Regions from separate parts of the Mus musculus genome. Here region 2 is linked to region 1. A link is a contact called in public Hi-C data. All regions are on one chromosome and are shown on one strand. The core of a region is the stretch at or near the end of the contact, and the rest is flanking DNA. Distances in the headings are between cores, read along the strand shown.

What was found. Hi-C and Micro-C count contacts between places; a contact is called where the count stands out from the background.
Region 2: a contact with region 1 is called in a Hi-C map of CD4 T cells, with 5 times the contacts expected there. The contact joins the promoter of Cep63 here to the promoter of Mrps22 in region 1. A contact is called at or near these places in 1 of 39 promoter capture datasets (erythroid cells) and 1 of 484 Hi-C or Micro-C datasets (CD4 T cells).

The regions. Positions count from the first base shown.
Region 1 is chr9:98,600,243-98,602,942 of GRCm38.p6, forward strand. Mrps22 (mitochondrial ribosomal protein S22) reads right to left here and starts at 1,437. Exons shown (of 8, transcript NM_025485.3): 1 at 1,231-1,437. The coding sequence starts at 1,402.
Region 2 is chr9:102,624,806-102,627,505 of GRCm38.p6, forward strand. It overlaps Cep63 (centrosomal protein 63), which reads right to left and starts at 1,319. Exons shown (of 17, transcript NM_001081122.1): 1 at 1,099-1,319. The coding sequence starts at 1,176. It overlaps Anapc13 (anaphase promoting complex subunit 13), which reads left to right and starts at 1,491. Exons shown (of 3, transcript NM_181394.3): 1 at 1,491-1,541.

The DNA of each region.
Region 1 (2,700 bases), core at 187-2,686:
TTAGGGTTTCTATTACTGCAATGAGTCACCATGGCCATGAGCAAGCTGGGGAGGAAAGGGTTTGGCTTACACTTCCACAGTGTAGTCGTCTATCGTTGAAGGAAGTCGGGACACAAACACAAGTTGCCCAGAGGCAGAAGCTGATGCAGAGGCCATGGAGGGGTGCTGCTTACTGGTTTGCTCCCCCTGCTTTCTTATAGAATCCAGGACCACCACCAGCCCAGGCATTGCACTACCCACAATGGACTGGGCCCTCCCACCTCAAACACTAAGTAAGAAAATGTCCTACAGCTGGATCTTATGGAGGCATTTCTTTCCATTCAGATAACTCTGGCTTGTGTCAAGTTGACACAAAACTAACGAGAACGTTTCTTTGAAGACCAAACTCCTGTGTTTATTCTCATGGTCACCCACAAGCTCCAGTAACTATATACATGCTCAGCACTACACTGTCTTGAGACAAGCTCACGCACCTGCTCGACTCTAGTGATCGTTTTTTTACTCCAGTGCGCCTCAATTTGTATCTAACTGTATACTGACCCTGGAATAACAAAGACATCTCAACTTCAACACAAAACAAGCAAAATTCCGCCTCCTTTCCCGTTTTTTAATTTTCATTTTACCGAGTCATCAATCCAAACTCAAAAATCAACCACATAAACTGTTTCTACCATTAATGTTCTCTAGCTTGCCACGAGTCTCCATTCAACTGCTTACCATCAAAACCTGGACACTTACTTAGACATTATCAATCCTAACTCCAAAATACGTTCCCCCAAAATACCAGCGTTCAGTTTCTTCTCTATACCTCTGCTTATTATGGTGTCCTCTTGTTCTTTTAACCTTAGCATGGTTAGCCTGGTGGCAGCGTTGCCCGTATTTTCCCTGGGATTCATCCCTATGCGTCCAACATAGTTTGAAAGGCAGCTAAGTGCTTTCCGCCCCCCCCTCCCCCCATGCCCGACGTAGCCTGGATCACAGAACTCTGCCAATCGCCACTGGGATAACAGAGTCCAGGTCAACCCTACAGCATGCCCCAAGCTAATGTAGTGTAATGCTTTGCAAGGGGCGGCACGCAAGCACTAGTGACTGAATGAATGAATGAATGAGGACTTAGATAAGTTCTGCAAGGACGGACGGAAGCCGCACGCAGTCTGACAAGCCGCCTTCACTCGTTAGAGCAAGCTCTAAGTTTCCCGGGCGCTCAGCAGAGTTCTGGCGGTCACTCACCTGCCTCGGAGCTGAGCAGGCGGCGAGGCTGCCCCACCTCGAATGGCTGGGGCCGCGTCGCGAGCAGAGCATCGGGGTGGCGCTGGGCTGTGGCCCGAGTACAGACCCGCCGTGCTCGCCGAGAGCCCAATTGGAACCTCCACAGCGACAACGGTGTTCTGACTGCAGCCATGATTACCAGACGCTCTTTGCGCCGGAATCGATAGAGCAACTTCCGGCTCGAGAGGTTTTTGTGCAGCATTCTGGGAAATGTAGTCTGGGTGGAGGCAAGGCGCCGCGGAAGCGTTTTAAAACTACTAAAATCTTTGTGCAAGCAAGGCAAGCACTGTATGGAATGAGCTATATGCCCCGCCCCGCTTCCCTCTTAGAGACAGTCTCTGCAGTCTTGACCTCAAACCCGCTGCAATCCGCTTTCTGACCTCTGATTACAGATGTGGGAATGAACTTTTTAAAGAATTTTTTTAAAGTAATTTTGTTTGTGTGTGCATGCGCATGAACTTGTATGTGGAGGTCAGAGGATAGCCTGGGAGAGTCGCCGCTCTCTTTCGACCCAGAGATGGAACTCAGGTGAAACTTGGTAGCAGGTATCTTTACAACCTGAGCAGGAATCTCACCAGCCCATTTACTTTTGTTTGTTTGTTTATAGTATTAGCTTTATCATTTGTATACAAGACATATACCACATACACACACATGCATACACACATAATACATACATGTTAAGAGTACATACATTAAGAAACAAAATAGTCGGGCGTGGTGGCGCACACCTTTAATCCCAGCACTTGGGAGGCAGAGGCAGGCGGATTTCTGAGTTTGAGGCCAGCCTGGTCTACAGAGTGAGTTCCAGGACAGCCAGGGCTACACAGAGAAACCCTGTCTCGAAAAAAAAAAAAACAAAAAAAAAACCAAAAGAAACAAAATAAGGGCTTGGAATTTAGCTCAGCACTAGAGTACTTGCCCTAGGTTCGGGTCCTAACAACACATGGGCACGTGCAACATCCCACCAACTGCTTATTCACAAGTACGTGTTTGAGTCTCTCGATGTGTGTACAGGTTTTTTGTTTTGTTTTTGTATTTTTTTCCTCTGTGCTCCTTTTCTCTTTTCTTTTTGGTTTTATGGTTCTGAATAATGAATGTGTATTGCCCTCCTAGACCTCTTCCCCCACTTGCGGGTTTAAATCCAACTGTTTGCAGTTCTTTCAAACTTTTCAAACGCACCCCAAATGTTTGTTCTTCATTCTGAATCCATAACCACCAATCACCTTATACCTTCCCTTCATCGGCCCTTCTATAATTTCTGGTCATTCTCCTTATTATCTGCTTATTTTTCTCACCACATGAAGGCTATGCCTATACATTATTATAATTTTACCTAGTACTGTTTATGTGCAGAACAAATACTTGTTGAATGAAAGAATGGATGGGTGGATGGATGGATGGAAGGATGGATGGATTGGTAAATGGATG
Region 2 (2,700 bases), core at 69-2,568, 4.0 Mb after region 1:
GAAGCAGCAGCAGCATGATTAACAATATCTCCATTGTTTCTGAAACTTCAGCATATACACATTTTAAAGGGACATGTGTCTGTGGTTTAAGTCTCTAACCCTCTTTAGTTTCGCAGCCTCCTTTACTATACTGACCACTGAGGACGACACAGTAAAAGACAGAGAGCACGGGACAAAAATTAACCTAAAAATGGCGCTGCATTCCAAATAAGATAATTCGTTTCATCATATCGTTAAGCTGCAGCCTTTAAGAATAAGTGTAAAAGCCGGGCGTGGTGGCGCACGCCTTTAATCCCAGCACTCGGGAGGCAGAGGCAGGCGGATTTCTGAGTTCGAGGACAGCCTGGTCTACAGAGTGAGTTCCAGAACAGCCAGGGCTACACAGAGAAACCCTGTCTCGAAAAACAAAACAAAAAAAAAAAGTGTAAAAAGCTAAAGATAACTATAGCCATTGATCTCTGACTTACATACAAAATATAAAATACAAATATTCGAGTTGTACAAAGAGCTATAATAAAGTAATACATTTTTGAAACTCTAAATTGGCCTCAAGAAAGCCAGGCGAGGTGGCGCGGATCCTTAATTAGGAGACATAGGTAGGCCCATCTCTGAGTTTGAGGCCAGCCTGGTCTACACTGCAAGTTCCAGATCATAGCTACAAAGGAGAGCCAGCGCTAGTTGGGGAGAATGGGGAGCACTTTTGGCAACAAGTCTACAGTCTGTAAATGAAAACTAGGTCTGACATCAGAATGCACTAACTCCACGATTTTGTAAAGGACAAAAGCCCATTCACTGTCAAGTGTCTCCGCGTGAAAGCGCTGTTGTGGAATTCCCCTTTCCAAACTTTCACTCCACCAATCTTGTTTCCTATGCTTGACTTGAAAGCGTGAAGCCATCTGCAATTCCCCTGCCATCAGGGGTTCCCGCCACATTTCCGCACCTCTCATACTAACATCACCAAGGAACCCTGCGGGCTTCCCGCTGGGCGGCTAACGCTAAGGCCTGGTCCTACACCGGCGGCAGCAGCAGCAGCCGGGTCCCTTCCCGGGAGCCATGCAGCCCACAGCCCGCAGCCCGCCCTCCCGCAGGCCGAAGCACCTGGCCGGCCAGCCCAGAGTCCCATAGGGAGGAGGAGGAACCCAGGGGCGCGACGACCGGGCAGCCGCAACCCGGCATTGGAAAGCCCCGCGGCAGGTGGGCCGCAACGAGCTGCGGCCGCGGGCCATGAGGCCTGGAGCCTAGCGGCACCACCGTGGCCAGGGCCGAGACCGCACCACAGTTAGCCGCAGCTCGCCCGTCTTTGGGGCATGCGGTCGGTTACAGAGCGCGCCCCCGGCAGAGCGCGCCTCCGGCGGAGCGCGCCCCCGGGCCTGCCCGCCGTTCCTCCGGCCGGGGATGCGCGCAAGTCACAACAAATCGCTGTCCGTCCCGCCCCCTGCCGCAGCGCTTGGACTCACCCACATCCGGGGCTTGAGAGCGCCGCGAGTCACGTGACCCAGAAGAAGGGCGGGGCCGGGAGGAAGCCGACGCGCGCGCAGTGGGTAAGGGTTTTTCGCGCCCGCGGCCCGGGTTTCCGAGGGTGGCCAAGCGTTCGCCCTCGAACTCCGGCGTCTACCGCTTCCAGAGGCGCGGGCCGGTACTTTCAACCGAGCTTCAGAGCCACTTCTTTACTGCACGCTGTGCGGAGTGGAACGGAGCCCCCATGGCGACGCTCGACCTCCCCCCTTGCACTTCCGCATGTAGTATCCTCCCACCCCTCGAACCGGAAGTCGCTGCAGCGGGTGACTGTAGTGTCCCAGGATGGTGGCCTCCGAGGGCCATTTTAGTGTAGGCGCCGTGCTCGTAGCTTAGAAATACATTTACAAAGCTGTGTGCATGAAAGGTGTGTATGTCTCATAGGACGTACGCATCTAATGTCTAGAAAGAGATATCCGGGCAATGTGACAAGCTTTCCTCCTGTTGTCACGTATTGTGCCCAGAGATCTAGGGGACTGGTGAAGGAATGGACCCTTGGGACTGCACTCAGCCTGGGGTCTAAAGGAAACAATCTGAGAGCTGAGAGTTTGATATTATCTGGTATCCGGAGCGGGGGAACTTTCTGTTTACGTAAAGGGTGAGCACCCGAGCACCTGACCCAGGAAAATAGATGTGTTTGGAAGGACGGCCAAGCATAAGTGATGAGGGACGGGGGTGGGTGAAAAGCGTGCTAGTTTCTAAGCATGTAGAAGAGAGTCATGTTACAAAGTATTGAGGCGAACTTGTGGAAAGACTGGGTATCCTTACATTACCGCTGGAGACAGTAGTACCCTGCCAGTCAGTCACAAAGCTGACCTGACTTGTTTCATAGATCATTTGAGGCAAGCAGCAAAGCATTCAAGGACAGAGCCTGCTGAAAAGCTGGAGAGAAAGTCAGAGCACTTTAGAAAAAGGTGCAATCCATAGGGACTGGGAAAGTCAGCACCAGAAGGTGTGAAATGCAGCCCAAGGCTCAGCTACAAAAACAAAAGGCTTGTCAAACCCTGAGGGGTGATTAGAAGTGGCCCTTCAGCTGGCTTTGCGTTATCCACTAGCTAGGGTCTGGTTATGTCTGAGGAAAACTGCTAAGTTATCACCTGGTTTTAACGTGGCAGAGGGAGCTTCAGTGTGTGTGTGTGTGTATACGCGTACACGAAAGTTGTGGTGGTGGGGGAGATTTCTGCG